Linked DNA regions of Sus scrofa: region 2 is linked to region 1. Evidence: chromatin contacts called from public HiChIP or PLAC-seq data. All regions are on one chromosome and are shown on one strand. Each heading gives the region's core, a stretch centred on a gene start, on an enhancer-like site or on the middle of the called end of the contact. The rest is flanking DNA. Distances are from core to core; before and after follow the strand shown. Region 1 holds the start of ARHGAP21 (rho GTPase-activating protein 21). Region 2 overlaps ARHGAP21 (rho GTPase-activating protein 21).

Evidence for each region. HiChIP or PLAC-seq counts read pairs in DNA pulled down with a chosen protein or histone mark.
Region 2: a contact with region 1 is called in an H3K27ac HiChIP or PLAC-seq map of alveolar macrophages. The contact joins the enhancer-like site here to the promoter of ARHGAP21 in region 1. A contact is called at or near these places in 8 of 47 Hi-C or Micro-C datasets (embryonic fibroblasts, fetal liver, heart right ventricle and 3 more) and 2 of 2 datasets of contacts at active chromatin or transcription factors (alveolar macrophages and skeletal muscle).

The regions. Positions count from the first base shown.
Region 1 is chr10:50,539,459-50,543,574 of Sscrofa11.1, forward strand. ARHGAP21 (rho GTPase-activating protein 21) reads left to right here and starts at 2,124. Exons shown (of 26, transcript XM_021064916.1): 1 at 2,124-2,666. The coding sequence starts at 2,589. LOC110255603 (basic salivary proline-rich protein 2-like) reads right to left here and starts at 1,523. Exons shown (of 2, transcript XM_021064283.1): 1 at 90-1,523. The coding sequence starts at 1,523. The coding sequence ends at 408.
Region 2 is chr10:50,589,342-50,593,457 of Sscrofa11.1, forward strand. ARHGAP21 (rho GTPase-activating protein 21) reads left to right here. Exons shown (of 26, transcript XM_021064916.1): 2 at 2,754-2,904; 3 at 2,907-2,932. Among named protein-coding and RNA genes, the nearest start is that of ARHGAP21, 50 kb to the left of the region's middle. Within about 2 kb of position 1,925, at least 31 of the 83 cell types and tissues checked have an H3K27ac peak or open chromatin away from gene starts, as enhancers often do. A contact at or near this core is called in alveolar macrophages, fetal liver, liver and 2 more, where this site is marked.

The sequences.
Region 1 (4,116 bases), core at 874-3,373:
GGGCGTGAAAGGACACTCCCTTATCTTCAAGTCCCACATCGCACCGCAGCTTCTCTCTTCTCCCGCTGCAGAAAGGGGCAAAAACTCACCCAGACGTGTCCCCCGCCGTCTGGGACCTGGGATCCCCCAATTCTGGGTATCTGGCTGTATGAAGGTCCCCCTCCCGGGCCCTGACGCGGAGCACCGAGCCTTCCGCAGCAGAAGCCCGGGTTCCTGGCCGCTCCCGCTCTGAGCTCGAGAGATTGGCGAAGGCGGGGAGGGTTTTGTGTGTCTGGCTTTGGGGGAGGTGTTGGGGGCGGCGAGGGCTTGTAGGTCCCGACACACATTGGGAGGGGGTTGGCGATCACCCCTCACCCCGCCCCAGGCTAATCCCCCTTCTCCAGCGTTGGTTCCCGGGACCATATTATTCAAGACAGAAAATATTCAGCCCCGGAGCCTCCCCTGGGGAGGGGAGGGGAAGGAGGTGGAGTGGGAGGAGGTGGATCCAGGGAGGAAGAAGCGAGAAATCCGCCCCCGGGAAACAGCTCGGCGCGGCAGCGGAGCGAGGCACTTCTGTCACTTGGTGATCGCGGGCGCCCGAGCGCGGCCCCGGCCCGGCCCGGCGAGGCGAGGGGAGAGTCCGGCGGCCGCCGCCCCGCCCCACGCCCTCCCGCGGCGGCCGAGAGCCCGGGGCCGGCCGGGGCAGGTCGCGGCGGTGCCTGGGAGCGGCCGGCCGGGGGCGGCGGCCTCGGAGCGCGACGGCGGCGGGCAGCGCCCGCTCGTCCTCCCGCTGGGTCCGGTGCGCGCCGGGCGTGCCGTCCGGGGACCGGCCGGCCGGGTGCGGATCTACTCGCCGCGCTTTCTCCGGTGCGTGTCTGCTTTATTTTCTGCTTCGGCCGACCCGGCGCAGCGCCGCCGGGCGGGTGGAAAGGGAGAGCCGGGCTCGCCGCGGGCTCCCTCCCTTCCCGCCACCCCGGGCCACCCCGCCCGGCGCTGGCGCGGGGCCGGAGGGAGCCGCGGCGGGCGCCCGGCGTGGGCGTAGGGGCCGCACCCGCGTGTGCGGAGCGGGGGAGGACGGCGGGAGGAGGGAAGGGCACAAAGGCCGGCGGCGGGCGCCGGGGTCCCGCCGGCCGGCCGTGGAGGAGGGGCGCCTCCCGTCCGCTCATGAATATTAACCGAGCCTGCGGCCTAGCGCGTCCCGGCCGGGCCCCATGCCCGGCCCGCGTCCCCGCCGCCAATCGCTGCCGCCCGCGGAAGCCGGGCCCGGCGGGGCGCGGCGGGTGAGCCCCCTCGCTCTTGGCCTTTCCCTCGGGTTCCCCCACTCGTTTTTGAAAGTACAAATTTGGGCCGCCCTTCCCGGGAGATCGAGATCCCCGACCCGCCTCTGGAAGGGGCGGGGGAAATAGTGGTAGGTGGGTGGTGGTTTTCTTTTTCCTATTTCCCCCCCCCCCCCCCAAGGTGGACACGGAAAAAGGGGAATATCGTGTCGGGGCGTTGATTGGGACGCGGCAACTAAATGAAAGTTGCTGGGGCTGCGGCTTCATTTCTATAGCTCCGGAATAATGCTCGGGAGAGGGAGTCCCTCCCGCCGCCGCAGCCGCGCACGCCTCCCCTCCCGGCCCCGCGCCGTCTCCGCCCAGCCTCGCCGCGGGCCAAGGAAAACAGCCGCCTCCTCGGGGACACCGGCCGGCTGGGGCGGAGGGCGGGCGCCCCGGGTCCCCCAGGCCGCCTCGAGACGCCGGCCGAGGCGCTGGCTAAGTCCGATCCTGGCTTTTTGTTTTTATTTGGGCCAGCTGGGGAGGCGGCGGGGAGCAAGGAGGGTTTTTGAAAAAGTATTATCCCATTTTAGTCTCGTGGGGAGCAAACTTCCCTTAAGTCTCCTCAGCTGGGTGATGCGGAAGAACAGAGACGCCTCTTCTGCCCAGAAAATAATGCTCATTAAAATGCACTTGAAAAGGGAATGTTTTGACGGCTTCACAACAGCCAGGCATGTTTGACGCAACCACCGTGCAGCTCTGATGTTACTCATTTTTTTCATGATTTATAGATTTTTTTCTTTTTCTTTTTTTTTTTGTCGTTGTTGTTGTATGGATAGATTCTTTTATACGGAGGTTCATCAGCGTGGACCGCATTATTTTTCCGAGTGTTGGAAAGGCGAACTTGGGCTAGACGTGGGCGAGTCTAAGGTCAGCGTCTGGAGAAAGTTCATGCCCTTTAACTTTTCCCTCCTCTAGGAAAGATCTCTTGGGCAGAGGCTTCGCGGCGCACTCAGATTGCTCTTGGAGTCGGGAGAAGCGCTAGGACGAAGGGGACCGCTTTCTGCAGCTGGCCTCACTAGCTGCTGAGGAGGAGACCTGTCGTCTTTGTTTTTTCCGTCTCGAGAAATGGACGAAGACGGGGAAATCGTTTGAAGTCCGAAGAAATCATCTTCAGGGCATTGCGGAGGGGCTTCATCAAAACCTTCATCCCCCGGCCCATTATTTGTCTCACTTAGCCCTGCACCTTCTGCGGAGCCTGGTGTGGAATTCTTACCTTTTGGGTGTGTGGTGGCATTTCGCCCCCAATGTGGACTCCCAAGGGTTGGCCCCTTCTTTGTGATTTGAAATGAAATGATGGCCACACGTCGGACTGGTCTGCCGGAGGGAGATGGTGACAAGCTCAAGGCCTGCGGGTCCCCCACCTGTGAGGTAAGCGCTTGAGGCAGGATCCCTGCCCGTCTGTGGTGGCCTGTGTCTGTGAGGTGTCCTGCCGGTGGCGGGGGTCAGCTGCCACACAGCCTAGGAAGAGGCTTTTGGGGCTTTGGGCTGGATGGTGGGAGGACCCCAGCTTGACCAGTAGAGAAGTGAAACGTTGCCCGTTTTTGTTTCTAGGAACTTCCAGTGATCCCCGCTCCCCCCTTCTCCCCCCCAAGGATATTTTTCCTTTCTTACTTTGAAATGCCTCCATCTTGGTCATCTCAGAGCATGGAATTCTCTCTTTTTAGGTGGTTGGGAATGCTGCAAGCTTCGGTTTTCCGAGTCCCCATCCTCCAGTATTTTTGGAGCTGGGCTGGTTAGGGAGTGGCTTTGTACATTTCGTAGGTGTAGCCAGGGTTTGCTCGGGGGCTGGAAGGCTGGTGGCTCCTGGACCACCTCCTCTTTGATACTGAGACACGGCTTGACTGATTGCTGTTGCTGTGGATTTCTACTTTGGGTAGAAAAACAAGTGTTTTCCCTTGGACAGTTTTTAGGCACACCCTTGGAAAACTGCTTAACGGAGCTGTAATTCCAACTCCCTTAAAAATCTTCCGGCTTTCCTGTTCTTTTATTTATGCCCTCTTTCACTGCTCCGAAGTCCTGCAGGTGTCAGCCGGGGCTGTCAGGTGGCTCACATTTAGCGTCGGCTGTCAGGTGGATTGCATTGCCTTCAGACCAGCGTCTTTGGAAGGGCCCGGTAGATTTTACCCCAAGCTTTCTGAAAATTTTTGAGTAAGGCAGGGCAGAAATAGAAAATCCATTGGTCTGTGGCACTCCTGTGTCTTGTTGCCTCTCACATCTTTTTTTCCTCCTTATATTTGGAGTTTACTTCTATAATGAAGATTTTGTGTTGACTTTGTTACTGACGGTTTCTGTAATTTGCTTGCTAAGAGTCCTGAATGTTGTTTTTCTTTAGACTTTGCTTTTGAGTTGCCTGTATTTTTATGGAAAGGTTGAAGATTAGATAACAATAGCATTCTCCAGTGAGCCGTCACATTATATTCTTTGGTGCCTTGTAAATGTTCCTTTTTAACTTCGCGGTCATTCAAACAAGGTTTGGTTCTAAGTGTGTGAGTGGTTGGCATTTTAATAAAAAATGGATCAGAAGTTAAATTTTCCATTCCTAAAGCAGGCAGAGGAACTCATTTCTTGCAGCCTACTTCATTCTGGATTAGAGAGTTTATGCAGAAAACACAGCGAGGTAGGTACAGTGTGCCTTACTGTACAATTTGCTAGAACGATAGGTTTACACTTAAGAAACAGTGTTTTACCTTTCGACACCTGTAAACACCTGCTTGCAGCTAAAATCGTGATTAAGTGTAACACCACAATCCTCTGATCATGGTGAACCATAATAACGCCTTTGGAAGGTCTACCTGCAACTTTGTGATTGCTTAATGTG
Region 2 (4,116 bases), core at 675-3,174, 50 kb after region 1:
AGGGCAGGGACCGAACCCGCAACCTCATGGTTCCTAGTCAGGTTCGTTAACCACTGTGCCACGACGGGAACTCCAAGTATTTCACATTTTAAGTGGTATTTTAAATTTTTCAATTTCCAGGTGTATTGTCCGTGTGTAGGTAGAAATGCTGTTCACTTTTAGATATTTATTATACTTCCAGAGTAACTGTCCTGGCTCAGCGGAAATGAATATGACTGGCATCCATGAGAACTCAGTTTTCATCCCTGGCCTTGCTCAGTGGGTTAAGGATCTGGGTTGATGTGAGCAGTGGTGTAGGTCCAAGATGTGGCTCGGATCCTGCGTTGCTGTGACTGTGGTGCAGGCCAGCAGCTGTAGCTCCGATTCAACACCTAACCTGGGAACCTCCATATGCCTCCGTGCAACTCTAAAAAGACCAAAAAAAAAAAAAAAAAAAACCAATAATACTTCCATTCCATTGACTAAGACTCAGCCACAACCTCTTCTGCTGCAAGTTTGGTGGCGAAATATTACTATCTAGCTGCCTTCCCAAATGGAAAAGAAAATGAAGTTGATGAATGGCTCACTAGTAATAGCCTAGGTATTGACTTATGATGAAAGTGTTCAGGATTTAGAAGTCTCTTGAAAAATTGCCTCCAGGAGGATTATTTAGGTTTAAACACCTTCTTCTAAAGTAAATCATTGTGGAAGAACAGGCATGATTCACTAGTGGAGTGTAATTTAAAATGTAATAGAATCAAGCATATTCAAGTATTTGTCATTGGATGAAGGTGACATTTCAAAACTGCTGAGGTGAACTTGGAGTTGTAATTGAATACAAAATCTGAGCAGCAAAGTAGACATGTTAAGTTTGAGGTGTCTGTTAGATTGGGGAGATGTCTGGGCTAGAGATGCACACTGGGCTAGAGATCACCACCCGCCAGAGTCGAGGTAGAAGGGTCCCTGGGCTGAGTCCCAGGTGCTCCTAAACTCACAAGTCGAGCAGATGAAGCCACAGAGAGACTAAGCAGAAGGACCCCAGGGGTAGGAGGAAATTCAGATCAGTGTAGGAAGTCCCATGGAAACGTTTTTCAAGAAGGAAGTAATCCCTTACCCACTGACAGGTCACGGAAGACGAGAGCTGAGAAGTGACCATTCCGTTCAGCGATGTAGAAGCCATTGTTGACCTTGACAAGAGCAGTTCCAGGGAATTACGGAGGCCAAAGTCTGATTTAAGGAGATTTACGAGATAAATGGGAGAGGAAGAATTGGAGATAGCAGCTGCAGACAACTTCCAAGGGGTTTCGCTCTGAAGATAAGCAGAACAACAAAGTGGAAGCTGGAGAGGGCTGTGGTCAAGAGAGAATTTCTGTCATGTTTTAAGATGAAAGAACTTAGGAAATGTACACACAGGGGATGGGAATGATGTAGCGAAGAGAAAACAGATGATGCATGAGAGCCGGCGGGGGGGCAGGGGACTTGCTGGGACCATGTCTTGGTCTAGGAAGAGGAACGGGGTCTAGCACATAAGTGGTGGGGCTGTGGGCCAATGGGAGGTTCAGCCATTGTCCAGAGGGAAAACCAGAGAGCGTGCTCCAGCTGCAGGGTGGATGGCTGGTCACTAAGTTCTCGTTTTCTTGCTTGCGTGGTTTTGTGCAATGAAAGCAGGGTTGTTAGCTACAAGTGAGGGTGGGGGAAGGGAAGAAACAGTCGTCTGGAATGAAGGGATGGGGAGACCCTGTTAGCATGGCCAGACCACACTGAAGACTCTCCTGAGGTTGTTATTATTGTTAGTCTTTTGGGGGCCACACTCGGGGCATATGGAGGTTCCCAGGGTAGGGGGTGAATCGGAGCTGTAGCTGCCCGCCTACACCACAGCCGCAGCAACACAGATCTGAGCCACGTCTGTGACCTACAGCACAGCTCCCGGCAACACCGGATTCTTAACTCACTGAGCGAGGCCAGGGATTGAACCCACAACCTCATGGTTACTAGTCAGGTTCGTTAACCACTGAGCCGCGAAGGGAACTCCCCATCGGGAACTTAGATTGAAAGCAGTTGGCTTAATTTTTTGTTTTTCTGCATAAAAAATTCGACAGCCTAGATGCAGGTCCAGAGCAGACGATGTTGATTTAGCCAGAGTTGGGTTTTCTTAGGCAACTTTGAGGAAGTGAGAGAAAGGCAAAGGACTGAGTCAAAACTGGCTTATGAGGGAAGTGAGGACAGGGGGCCGTGAGGGCCGGGGTGGTGGTGGTTTGGGGGGGAGCAAAGACTGGAAAGTCAGGATATTAGAAGGGTTATCTATGTGGATACCGAGGTTGTGCTCAGAACCCAAAGCCTTATCTCTTACTTTCTAATATCCTTTGCTGCTGTTGGACTCATAACAGTTTTTTGTGTTCTTACTCGGCAAGAGTTTCCTGTCTCTTCTTTCATAGTTTCTGTTTCCTAGTCCTTAGAGCTCTCTGAGATTTTCTTCGTGTTATCTTTCATTCCTTTTATTGCATTTAACATTTTAGCCATTATATTTCTCATTTTCAAGAGTTCTTTCTTGCTTCTGATTAACTTTTTATAGCCTCCCTTTCTAGTAGAAAAAAAGTTGAGTTTTTTGATCCTCTTTCTGACTTGTTATACCACATATGCATCAGAATATGGTTCTTTTTCTCCACTGAGTTTCTGTCTGTGCCTCAGGTATTATATTTTTACACATATTTTTCCCCCAAGTGATGAAGTATATTGTGTCCTATAGTTAACTTTTAATCATCTTTTCACTTTAGGTATCAAAAAGTAAAGATGGAAAAGAACAGAGTGAAACTGTATCACCATCCGAAGATGAAACATTCTCCTGGCCAGGTCCCAAAACAGTTATGTTGAAAAGAACATCTCAAGGCTTCGGTTTCACATTGAGGCATTTTATTGTTTATCCCCCGAGTCTGCAATTCAATTTTCATATAAGGTAAGAGAAGTAATTAAAGAAGAATGCAAGGCAATTCCTGTCTCCTTCTTGTCTTCTTCTCATCCTGCCTTCCTTCTGTCTTAAAAGAATTAGTTTATATTTACACTGTTATTATATTTTTCCAAATTTTTAGATATTTTTCTACTCTCTGAACCAGACACTTTAATCTCCTCTGAAAGATCATACTGATTATGAATTCCAAATCTTTTTTAAAAGAATGTCTAATTCTAAACTTGATTCTATTTTTTCTAGTACATAGCTATTTTTCTAGCGTCTAGAAGGGTGGTGAGTTTTCTGAGCAGACTATGCAGAGGAAATAGTTTGCTAAATATTTGGACAATTATAAAAAGTTACTGGAATTAGACGGATACTTTCAGTATCATTTAATATGATGGCAAGTCAGAGTTTAAAAACACAGCTTGTCACTAGACTGAATGACATGAATATGCTTCAGCATATAGTAATAGGGTCTAATAAGAGGTGGCATGGAATAATCATAATGGCAGCTGAAATACTGAGACTTGTTCCCTTCTCTTTACGGTTCTTTATGAGCATTATCTCACTTTATTTTTAGCCCCATGTAACAGATGTGGAAATTGGTCTGAGTCATATATGGAGTAAGCGGTGGACCAAGGATTTGAACTTGGCCAGTGTGAATGCCTAATGCTTAACCATTAGATAGCAGTGTAATGGACATAATGACATTCAGAAGACTTGGGAGACTTTGGCCCAGCCCCTTAACTTTTTTTTTTTTTTTTTTTTTTTTTTTTTTGCCTCGAGATTTCCATTCTAATTTGAGGGAATGGAGCTAGAAGATTAGAAAACACAAAATCCTCTAGTTCCCGTCATGGCTCAGTGGTTAACAAATCCGACTAGGAACCATGAGGTTGCGGGTTCGATCCCTGGCCTTGGTCAATGGGTTAACGATCTGGCATTGCCGTGAGCTGTGGTGTAGGTTGCAGACGCGGCTCGGATCCCGAGTTGCTGTGGCTCTGGCGTAGGCCGGTGGCTATAGCTCCGATTCGACCCCTAGCCTGGGAACCTCCATATGCCGCGGGAGCGGCCCAAGAAATGGCTAAAAGACAAAAAAAAAAAAAAAAAAAAAAAAGAAAACACAAAATCCTTTCTAATTCTAAAACTCTTTGAATTTAGGGCTGTCTTTTAAAATATAATGTCAAATTGTT